Linked DNA regions of Xenopus laevis: region 2 is linked to region 1. A link is a contact called in public Hi-C data. All regions are on one chromosome and are shown on one strand. Each heading gives the region's core, a stretch centred on a gene start, on an enhancer-like site or on the middle of the called end of the contact. The rest is flanking DNA. Distances are from core to core; before and after follow the strand shown.

Region 1 (6,321 bases), core at 1,350-3,849:
ATTTTCGCAGTAAACCCAGCAGAACAAACATTCGCAATCAGAAGTCATAAAGATACATTTATGGTGGTGATACCAATTCAAGTTGCAACAATTAAAATAACCATTCTGCTTTGAAAATAAATGATTGATTTTAACGAAAGCATCAATTTACATACACTGTCAACGAGGATTAGGGAAAAACGACAACATATTTTATATAACCGCAAAGTATTTGTTTTTTATTCTACAGTTTCGAAATGATTCGTACTAACAACAACGATTAAAAAGGGCGTTTGTTTTCTGTTTTTAACAATTGAACAATTTTAGTTGCTTATTTAATCAATGAAAGACGCGGTGCCAGCGATATTATTCCGTTAGTCCCGGGTTATTTCGTTGTCTTGTGCTCCAAGACAAAAGAAAAAGTGATGGGGAAAACGAACAAATCTTATATCTAAATCTGCGCTAAATCGGCAGTTTCTAACAAGAATCACAAGTCCATAAAATTATGTTATTTGGATACTATTCTATATATCTGTCTGCAAATTAAAAGCTTCAATGGGCGATAAAACCACATTAAAAAAACAAAAATGTATATTTTAAATGACAAAACATCACAGCAATCGCCTTAAAGGAATATTCCAGCTGTGTAAAAGCCAAAGAGTTGCCAGTGTCGCAGAGGGAAGCGTCGCAGACAGAATCGCACAGAGAAACAAACAGGTGCATCGCACAGACACTTCAGGAGATCAGTGGGACAAACACGATTGCTACAAATTCATATTATAGACGATGTATACATTTTATGGTAAACAACGCATTGTTCCTCTGAGTCAAATGCCAATAGTATTTGTTACATCATGATGAAATGACTGCTGTAAATGTGCTGCTTAGGCAATATATAAATGATGTATCTAATACACAAAATACGTATCAGGACATACAAGGCAAATATATACATGTATAGATCTGGTTAGAGCCCATGTCTCCAAAGTTGTTCCTGCGTCTTATAATGGGGCTGTTCTCTCTTATAGCCGGCTGGAAAATGCAAGGTTGGGAAACATTGGCTAAAAAGAGTGCATTTGTGGGAGTGCTGTGGGTCCTTATCAGACCTGGGACTGGCTGTTGTGCTGCATTATTACGTTCTTGTGTTAAATGTGTTTTACTTTCTCCAGAAATTAAGCTTTAAGACCACGCGGTTTCAGAATTGCAGTGTATTTAAAATATATTTGGTGGGCTGGCTCCCTTTTGCATATTTGCAATCGGTTTACATTGAAGAACCATTTTTTGTGACACAATGCCATACTGATTAGATGTGTATATTTAATTTGATGGAAATAACTAGTGTGAGTAAAAATAGAAGCGATTTCGTTTTTATTGCAAACATATCAAACAAACGTTTTGCACACTGGTAGCAAATTTTAGCACTCCCCCATATCCCTAAAACTCAAGTAATACATAAGATAGATAGATAGATAGATAGATAGATAGATAGATAGATAGATAGATAGATAGATAGATAGATCGATCGATCGAGAGAGATGATGGAGAGAGAGAGAGAGAGAGAGAGAGAGAGAGAGAGAGAGAGAGAGAAATGATAGATAGAGAGAGAGAGAGAGAGAGAGAGAGAGAGAGAGAGAGAGAGAGAGAGATTATAGATGATGGATAGATAGATAGATAGATAGATAGATAGATAGATAGATAGATAGATAGATAGATAGATAGATCGATCGATCGATCGATAGATCGATCGATCGATAGAGATAGATAGATAGATAGATAGATAGATCGATCGATAGAGATAGATAGATAGATAGATAGATAGATCGATCGAGAGAGATGATGGAGAGAGAGAGAGAGAGAGAGAGAGAGAGAGAGAGAGAGAGAGAGAGAAATGATAGATAGAGAGAGAGAGAGAGAGAGAGAGAGAGAGAGAGAGAGAGAGAGAGAGAGATTATAGATGATGGATAGATAGATAGATAGATAGATAGATAGATAGATAGATAGATGAGACGAACATGACACATACCATTTCCCATCCCTCTGACTCCATTCTGTATAGTTCCAATCAAAGTTTTTGTGTCTTACAATGCAATTATCTGTGCAACGATTTGCCCAAAGCAAGCGGATGGCGTGATGAAAGCTCACACTTTCCTTTGTACATATGTAATTATGTATGTAATAATATAACACTAATAATAGAGAAAACCGTTGCAGGAATTTGTTGATGTATAATGCAAAGTAATTCTGTAGCAGCATCAATAAATGTATTTCTTCTGCAACTATCTGTGCTATCTATATCTATATGTATATATATGTAATGTATGTATGTGCATGTATATATATGTAATGTATGTATGTGCATGTATATATTTATGCACAAAGCATGGGATGAGCTGGATATAGGAATGAGTACTTGCCTGTTTAGCAGTGGGATCCGCCCCGGGCCCCTCCATACAATGTTATTTGAGAAAGGCAAGTGTTTGACACAGTCCAGGAAGGGATTAGCCAATGGGAAGTGGCCAATGCGCTGAGTAGCCAATGGCAAGATGTACATTGTTGTGCAAGTGTGTGTAATGAGTAGGCACAGAGCAGCGAGTGGAGACACAGGAGCTGCGCTGAGACTGAGTGTAACGTGGAGGTTGGAGCCGGACTGTCCTGTGTCTCCTTTCACTTTCACAGCGGCCGGACCTGCAGCCTGAGATCTGTCACGTGTGCAGGGGAGTCGGGCCTCTCAGAGAGTGCGGGGAGTGCAGGGGAGCAGCTTCTGGGTAGGAGCGTGCTAGAGAAGACCTCAGGTGTGGGCGAATCGTGGGTTGGAGGGTGCTCACTGCTCAGTGATGTGAGTTCTGGATCTAACCTCGGACTGGCATTAAAAAAAAGATACTGACTCTAATGGAATAATCGTTGGCGCCAGACTGAGGGGCGCAGGTTTATGTGGCACAAGGGTAGTCTATGGGACTGTGTGGATAAAGCAGCTCACAGTAGTGAGTGTAGGGTTAATACTAACTGTAACTTTAGCGCGGCGTGTGTAGCGCAGAGTCAGTGCAGAGTCAGTGGAGCTTGTGTGCCTTACTATAAATCGGGGCACTGGGATATACAGACGGGTCAGTACATTTACCTGCTATTTATTCAAGGGATTATAGGGGCACAGGGTGTAGTGGATCAACTCTACAATGGAGCTGAATGGTCCCCCAAGTTCCCAGGTTCCTCATACCCCCACTTCTGCTCCATCACTTCCAATCACCGTGGCAGGTACTCTCCTGCGTGGCCCCCAGTTGCTGCTCCGCGCCGCAGAGAAGTATCCCCGCACCCCCAAGTGTGCCCGATGCAGGAATCACGGGGTAGTGTCCGCACTCAAGGGCCACAAGCGCTACTGCCGCTGGAAAGACTGTATGTGCGCAAAATGCACTCTGATCGCGGAGCGCCAGCGGGTGATGGCCGCGCAAGTTGCGCTCCGCAGGCAGCAAGCCCAGGAGGAAAACGAGGCCCGGGAGCTGCAGCTGCTCTATGGAACTGCCGAAGGACTAGCTCTGGCGGCAGCCAATGGCATCCTCCCACCCCGGCCAGCCTACGAGGTCTTCGGATCGCTGTGTGGCGAGGGAGGAACAGGTAATTATTTTTTATTAACAAATATTCTGAAGCGCTAACATTGTGTATTATCAAACATAAACAAGCTTTACTGAAACAGGAGATAAAAAAGGCCCCTGGCCACCAAAGCTTGCAATCTTTCACTTCTTAAAAAGATTTCATTAGACAAATTGGATGGATCGGTGGGTAGATATATTATTTTATTATTTATTATTAACGTTATGCTTACTATTAACTTATTAATCATTATTGTACTCAATGATGAATATTATGCTTATTAGGAATACCTGAGCTATACCTGAGAGCATCGCTTTCCCTCTGATTGCAGGCAAGCGACAGATGAGTACAACTCCAGTACATGCGATTTTATTTCAGTAGCAACTCGATCGCTTGAACATTGTAGCGATTTTTGGCGATTCCAAATTTCAGTCATTTCGTAATCGCTTTGTATTGTCAGACAGCTCTACTGTCCCAAACTACAACAACGTACAGTCGCACAGACAGCGCTTTTATTCTGTTACATTTCTAATCAATAAAGTCGCTGAGTTTCCGGTGTCGCTGCCGCAGCTGCTATACTGCCGAGTGCCCGATTGTGTCGCGCGGAGAAATCGCCGTCTTATCAAACAATTAAGCAGATATGGCACATAATGAATAAATCAAACACAACTAATACAGCGAAGTCATCTTGATATGGTTATTTGTAGAATTTTTATATTCGAATTCCTGTACTGATAATATATATATATAGATAAAATAATTGTATCAGATCTTTTAGTGACACGTTTGACACGTCCGATCTTGAAAATATCAGCATTTTCGTTGCTCAATTCCGGCCTGGAGTTGAGAGTGTGTCCATCCCTCATTATTATACAGATGACCCCAATGGAGAGCTTGTGTAAGGGCGACAGGTGTAGATGCGACTGGTGCAGTGGAGAATCAGTAGAGCAGTGGTTACAAAATGTTACCAAATGTGGGAATGAAAAAGCAACACTATGCCCCAAATACTTCTTGACTTTTTGGAAAGGAATTGCAGTCCTCCGTCTGTACAGTAAGGAAGGTGATGGTGTCAGTAACACTTTGTATTAGATTTGTCCAACTTGCAGCCTCCCGCTGTTATATAACTACAACCACCAGCATTCCTAAAAGCTAAATGTTATGGTGGATAATGGGAATTGTAGTTCAACAGTAGCTGGAGACCTGCAAGGTATTTTGCTATTAGTCAATTCTAATTATTCATTAGGTGCATTTTAACTCCATTCTGTCCCCAGCTGTAGGTATTGAACCCTATATTGTCTGTCACTGACCTCTCCTTGTCATTCTCTTGCAGATTCAAAGATTCAAAAGTTTGACCTATTCCCAAAGAGCCTCATCCCCAGATCTATGACTCCTCAGCTGCCTTCTGGGGGGAAACCGGGGTCTCCAGACAGTGAACCGGTGTCAGGCAGTGCACCAGGTGCCTCATCCCCTGAGGCACAACCTGGTTCTGGCTCAGAAAATGGGGATGGTGAGTCCTTGCTCAGTTCCCCAATCTCTAAGGAGCTCAAGGAAGGAGAGGAGAGCCCAAGCTTAATCAGCCCCCTGAGCTCAGAATCTGGATCTGATGCTGAAAAAGATGAGCAGGATCCCAGTTCTTCCTCCTTAGCCAGGCAGAGGACCCCCATAAACATCCTGACCCGGGTCTTCCCCGCTCAGAAGAGGAGCGTCCTGGAACTGGTGCTGCAGGGTTGTGGGGGGGATGTGGTTCAAGCAATTGAACAGATACTGAACAACAGGAGTCAGGATAAGGGTGAAGGGACCTGGTCAAAAGATGGAGCCCTCCAGAGTATTCAGCCTTCTGTGTCCTCCACACACAGACCCCTTATTGCTGGGGCCCTTACTCCTGCTATTGGCACAATAGGGAGCAGGTCTGCATTCTCCCCTTTACAGCCCAATGCCGCACACTTTGGCACTGAAGCAAACACATACCAGCTAGGTGGGCACATTGGGTTGAACCCGTTGAGGTTGGCCTATTCTGCTCACAGTAGAGGACTTGCTTTTATGGCCCCTTACTCAACAGCTGGATTCATGCCTACCCTTGGCTTTCGCCCACCTATGGACTATGCCTTCAGTGACCTTATGAGGGACAGAGCCAATGTCCATAAGGACCAGGTATACACTAATGGACTCTATGGGCCAGTGGTCAATAATAATGCTGAAAAACAATGAATTCAGTATACAAGGAAGGGCATGACAGCTCTGGTTTTGCAGACTCGGATTTTGATTGCAGAGCATTGCTGTGGGATTAGATGACATTTGTCATAAAGTCTTAAGAATGTCTCATGTAAGTAAGACAACTGAGGCCCATTCTGGAGAAAGACCTAGTGAGGTAGAGTACTGTAAAGACATTCCTGTTCTCTGCAAGGCAACATGATGCTTTTGGATATGTGGAGGGTATGGATAATACTAAATCACTACAAATACAAACTGCACTTTTTCTATTAAAAAAGGGTTGACATTGTTTTTTTTTAAGGATATACGCATGGGCACAGCCCCAATCCATTGTGATATAAATATATACATATATAAATATATAGACTTCTAATGTTATGAGCTGGGATCCTAAGTTATTCTTGTAAGTGAACCTTTTTTAATGATAACAAGGAGCCATGCACTAACACATTCCAAGGTGCAGCACTAGAGACTGCTCTGTGTGTACAGATGTGGAGAGAAATGGGGGTGCAGCACTCAGACCCCCCCTCCTTTTGGTGAATCTCCAAC
Region 2 (6,326 bases), core at 987-3,486, 120 kb before region 1:
ACTGTACTTTGTACCTGATGTTAACTAAAGCTAGCATCGATTCTTGTTGATAATAAATCAATCCTCTTAGGATTTTTAATTTTCAGATGTTTTTAGTAGCCTAAACTATTGTGCTTTACATTAAGGGGGTTATAAATCAAAATCCGAAAAGTTCTCACTATTTTCTGAAATCGACTCCGACCAAATCGGAACAGATTTTCCCCCCCTATTTATCAATACATTTTCACAAATTCTTCTTGTGCGGAAAAAGTCACAGGTATAAAAATCAGAATCTTACTATTCTGTCAGACTTTACACCCAAATCCTGCAAATTTTTTTTTTTTTTTTTTTGTAAAATCACCCGAAAGCTACAATTTTTTCAGAAACCCAGCACAACTCATAAAATATTCCAATTGTTAACGGGACATCTGCCATTGCCTATTACATGTTCTCGGCAGGAGAAACTTTAATAATTATTTGTCTTGAAAAAAATTACATCTTCACCTTTAAAAGTCTGACTATAAAAATAAAATATAAAAAAATTCCAAACCCCAAGCATTCTGGATTTCATGTCTGTACTGGGATACCACTGAAGGCACTGCAAATATTTCTGTGTTCTAAATGTATTTGTAAATGTCGTACAGTCTGTATCACTGTTTATATTCTGTATGCTTTTATTTCTGTCTCCTGTAACAATATAACAGAAACTAGAAGATTTACAGACCTGGAGGTAAACTACCTTCTACTACATTCTTTGTAGTTTGCATTTACAAATGATTTAAAACCACTGAACAGGTTTAATGAATATTTATTGGAAAATTACAGTTTCTCTCATTATGCAAACAGATAATAGATAGGGATGCACCAAATCCAGGATTCGATTTGGGATTCGGCCTTTTTCAGCAGGATTCGGCCGAATCCTTCTGCCCACCCGAACCGAATCCGTACCCTTATTTGCATATGCAAATTAGGACAGGGAGGGAAATCATGTGGCTTTTTGTCACAAAACAAGGAAGTAAAAAATGTTTTCCCATTCCCACCCATAATTAGCATATGCAAATTAGGGTTCGGTATTCAGCTGAATCTTTCGTGAAGGATTCGGGGGTTCGGCCGAATCCAAAATAGTGGATTCAGTGCATCTCTAGTAATAGACCCCATTAAAATCATAGGCTAGCAAATTTCATTCACAAATAACTTCAAATTATTTAAGATCTTTGATTTATGATTATTGGAAAGTTTTTACATATTCTTTTATTAAGCAAGAAACAGTTTGAGTGGAAACTGCCTTCACCAACTTGCACTGTGATACACACTCTGCACTAAAACAAGACAAAACAACTGTATACAAAAGGAAATGTAACCATTAGTTCTTACAATAATTATAACTTTTTTTTAGAATTTAAACAATTTTTGTAACTGAACTATTTAATAGATTTACTAAACATTGATTTCACATTGATTTCACATTGATTTCAGATGCAAATACAAATATGCCCCCCATTTGTGATGAGAAGATCACAGTTTGCCATGGTTTAGTAACTCACAACATCCAATAAACTATTTGCTTTGGATCAAATGACGAGCAAAGGCTACCTACTAATTGGTTGTGCGATCTTAAAGTGTAAGCCCCTCAATGACAAGGGTAAAAGATGTATTATGTCCAAATATATAGGAAGTAAAAAATTAAGTATAATATTAAATAATTTGATGGTGTTCCTTTAGTTAAACATTGGCAAAAGTCTTACTTGTGTGTTTGTATAACACCCCAAGTTATATATGAATATATAAACTCATTGATATTGATTGAAGCCTCACAATGATACCCTTTTTTTACTCTTTCAGTTTAAATAGCACAAAGTGAATTTATGTAAAGAAAAGAATTATTCGAACGTTGGTTTGAATATAAAACTTTAATTAATATAACTGAAAAATAAGGGCATAATTGTACTAAGGATTATAGTCAGCTGTTTTGCTTTTTCTCTGTAATCCTACATTTTACTTTAAACAAAAAGTGTAGTTTGTATATACTGAAGCATTGTATGCCCTACCTCCAGCTGACCGGAAATGCACTGACACAAGGGCTGCCACATAGCAATGCATGCAGTCTATTAACAAGCAGACATTTCTGAATGTCTGCTATATTCATATACCCATTTCCCCTGCTTTCCTTCTCTTTGTCTCCCTTAAGGGACAAGAGGATCTCTAGTTAAAGATGTAAAACCTGAATTTCTTGCTCTCAGTGCACATACACAGAGCAGTGCTGAGATTAGAGGAACCCCATTGAGCTGCTAATGCTTCAGGGCATCACCAGCAAGAGAAGCATGTGAAACTGGGCATGGGAGGAAGGAAGGATCTGCTTTATATTTAGTTCTGGGTCACCAGATCTTAATGATAGATTAAACGGAGGCCTTGAAATAATGAAGAGGTTTGTACAGTGAGCGAGGCAAGAACCAAAAGTCCATGTTCTGTAACGGTTTCTTAAAGTTCCAGATCTGCATTCTTTGTTTAACTGGACATCCCTTAAAAGCTTATGGATAATTGGAAACGAACTAAGAAAGAGATTTAACGGGCTCTTTAAACATGGCTGGCATCCTTTGTCCTAAATGGAGGATTTCCTACCCAGGGTGAAACGAGTAGTAGACAACTAATAAACCGTTTAATGGGGATAGATTAGCAGGGCCGGATTTACATAGTGGGCACCCCTAGGCCCACTGCCATTCGTCACCCCTGTTCCCCCCCCTTTATTTGTGCAAATTTTCATCATCAATGAGGATTGGCGCATGGGAAATTTAAAAAATGATTGTATCTCCAGCACATCCCCAGTGTTTTTGAACCAATGTGGGTGCGGTTGGGCAACATACCGCCCCCCTAAAATCCTGCCCCCCTAGGCCCAGGCCTAGGTGGCCTTTCCACAAATCCGGGCCTGTAGATTAGTAGTGACAGATCCAGTATAAATGAAAATTTGATTGCCATATATAAAAAAGTTTTATACTCCACTTTACCAAATGCCATTTATATTTTCTTGTAATAGAAATACAGTGGTAATGCAGCTGGACTTATGCTGATTTCATTTATAGACAGCATCGGTGGTTGAAAATCGTAATAGGGTAATTTTTAAAATAATTGTTTTTTTATTTTGTTTCAATATGAAGCATGTAAGAATAGTTTGTCTATTGACCTGTTAATCATCTGCCCTACAGTGCCTTGTAATGTTTCTAGGTTTTAGGTTAATTATCTAATATACCCCATTAACAAAGATTGAATTATATTACAAATACTCTTGGTATCTTGGATCTATCACAATATAGCATATGACTGCTTTTCTCAGTTTTGCCAAATCACAATCCGATTCTGTGTATAATTCTACAACATAAACATTAATGGCTAACTGCAGGGATCTTAGACATGCTTAACCCCCTTTTGGTTTTAGGATTATCCTTAAAAGCCTTTGTGATTGTTTTGTTTAGCACCATTAAGTGGGCTATTTATTAAAACTCAAATTCTCCCATTATTTTAATAATAAAAATTTGACCAAACTCCCAGCCACGATCTGGCTTAATTTACTAACAATTCGGATCGAAAGTGGTCTGTGCGCAAAAGATCTCGACAAAATGGTGTGACATTTTAGAACTGTCACCTGAAAATCAGATTATCAAACGAATACCAGTGTCAAACAACCCAATACCTTCGACAGTCATAAAGGTAAATAACATGTTCCAATTGTTAAAGGGATTGCCTGGCATTGACTTTTACATGACTTCGACAGGTTTTAGCTGGAGTATTTTCAGATTAGATTTTTAACAACTTTGGAGCATAATAAATCTCGAAACATTCAATTTTTTTTCCCTCTAAAAATTCTGATTCTTTTCTCAATCAATAAGAAAAATTTGCTGTATCATAAATAGGCCCCACAATGTCTTTCTGCAGCTTTTGCACATGTCTTTCAGCAGCTGGGGGGTACAACAGCATATAACATATTCTCTTCTCTGTGCTGTGGGTACAGTTATTTAATATGGAATAAAAACATTTTCAGTACTAAAGACTTTAGCAGCTTTGATATCTAGTAGCTATGGTTGAAAAATGGAAAGAGCTTTTCTTAAACAATGCAAAGGAGCGCATGGAAAGGCATACCAAATTCAGAGGCCAGTTGCCAGTGAGATCACCGTGCAATGGTTACTACAGTTTTTTTTATGTGCTTTTTCTGCTAGAAAGTCATCCGGACTATGAAATGGTAGAGAATATCATAACTTGATTGTCCTTAAAGTAAAGAAACCCTTTGGGGCACATGTACTAAGGGTCGAATTTCTAAGTGATAAAACTCAGAAATTCGACCATTGAATTGAAAAATGTAATTTTTTTTTTTTTTTTAGCTGTTTTCGATCAAATTCAAATCGGTTACGATTTAATTGATCGATCGAACGATTTTCAAAAACAAAAACTTCGACTTCTAAAAACTTAGCCAAATACTGCCTATAGGTTGTAGGAGGTCCCCATAGGCTAACATAGCAATTTGGCAGATTTAAGGTGGCGAAGTGGCGAATTCGAAGTTTTTTTAAAGAGACAGTACTTTGATTTTCGAATGGTCGAATATTCTAAGTTTTTTTAATTCAAATTGAATTTTGGCCTATTCGATTGTCGAAGTACCCAAAAATTACTTAGAAATTGGAAGTTTTTGAATTCGAAAATTCACTTCGAATTCACTTCGACCCTTATGTTCTGAGGTTTAAACCTATTTGCCCCCTGTCTCAGTGAATGTCATCTTATCACACATTATGCACTGTTTAAAGGAAAAATGTCACTTGACAAATATATTGATATGGTCTTTGTATTCTTAGTGGAATAACCCTAACCTTTTATAGTAACTTAGGTCATCCAGTCATTAAATTATTTTAATCACTCTTTAAACTTCTACTATGTTTCTTATGTAGCAAGCATGGAGTGCAAACTTGCACTCCATACTCTAACCACTGAATTAAGTGTAAGCAGAAATTATGCATAAGGGCGAATAATTATGCAAAGCTCTGAAATGATCAATAGGTCATAAATTAAAAGTGTAACTGACTCTGTAAAGCACAGTGTAATATTTCTGTGCCACATACATTATATAAAATAAAGGGTATAAAACAAAGTTTACACTGTGAAATATCATTGATGTACCAAATTTGGACTGGACCATGTTAGTTTGAAATTTTTTTGTGTGACTTAGTAATGTTTTATAGCATTTTCTTTTTATAACAGACTACACACCCATGTGCAATGCAAGATATTACGTTTGCACAGGTGCAGTAACCCATAGCAACAAATAAGGTGTTTGTTATTTAACAGATGACCAGTAAATACTACCTACTGATATGTCACTATAGTAGCACACTTTGCTTTTTTTTTTATATTACATTTCCCCAAAAGACTTCTAACTGATTTATTTGACACATCAATGCAAAGGAATACATTAGCTTTGTCAGTTGTAGCCTACAAACCCATTTTCAATGAAAAGTCTTAAAATGTAAATTAAAAGAGAATGGGATGATTTGCAAATCATTTAAACCCTATACAGTATTCAAGTGCAAAAAGCTACAAAGATAACATAAAATTATTAAGCTGTTTTATATATATGTATGCTCATTTTTAATTTTATATCTACAAAACATTTGAAAGATTTGGGGTAGGTGCAGCAAAAGACTGGAAAAGTTGTGTAATTCTAAAAAGATTGGATCCAAGTGAGGCTGGTTCTCTTAGAATTAAAAATGGGGAGGTGGCACCATTCTGTGAAACTTTACAAGGGCAAATATTGCAACAATACAAGAATATTGCAAATAATTGGGGATTTCGTCATCTGCAGTACATAATATCATTAAAAGATTCAGAAAATCTGGAGAAACTTCTGTATGCAAGAGACAAGGCTGAAAGCCAGTATTGGATGGCCATGATTTCCAGGCCCTCAGATGGCACTGCTTTAAAAACAGACCAAATTTTGAACTGGAAATCACTGCATGGGCTCGGTAATACTTCCCAAAACCATTGTCTGTGAACGCAGTTCATAACTGCATCCACAAATTCAAGTTAAAATTCTCCCATGCAAAGAAACCATATATAAACTAGATACACATCCCTCTTCTGCGCCAAAGCTCATTTAAGATGAACTGAGGTCAAATCAAACAAAACAATTAATGAAAATAAATCAAAATAGTGTAATCAAGCCCAAATATATTTGATATATCATTGTTTATTCGCAGCCAGAATGGCAATTGCAAGGAAATGGAAATCTCAAGATACTCCTCCAATACAAGCAATTATTAATGAATTGTATCAAACAGCAACATATGAGTCTACTTTTGCTCGCTCCCAAG

The links. A called contact is a pair of places that touch in the nucleus more often than the background predicts.
Region 2: a contact with region 1 is called in a Hi-C map of animal cap, with 7 times the contacts expected there. The contact joins the enhancer-like site here to the promoter of dmrta2.S in region 1. A contact is called at or near these places in 3 of 4 Hi-C or Micro-C datasets (the XL177 cell line, the XTC cell line and animal cap).

Annotation. Positions count from the first base shown.
Region 1 is chr4S:75,902,943-75,909,263 of Xenopus_laevis_v10.1, reverse strand. It overlaps dmrta2.S (DMRT like family A2 S homeolog), which reads left to right and starts at 2,599. Exons shown (of 2, transcript NM_001095679.1): 1 at 2,599-3,585; 2 at 4,892-6,321. The coding sequence starts at 3,150. The coding sequence ends at 5,769.
Region 2 is chr4S:76,017,686-76,024,011 of Xenopus_laevis_v10.1, reverse strand. The region is part of intron 7 of faf1.S (Fas (TNFRSF6) associated factor 1 S homeolog); the gene reads left to right. Among protein-coding and RNA genes, the nearest start is that of faf1.S, 52 kb to the left of the region's middle. Within about 2 kb of position 2,236, at least 2 of the 7 cell types and tissues checked have an H3K27ac peak or open chromatin away from gene starts, as enhancers often do. A contact at or near this core is called in animal cap, where this site is marked.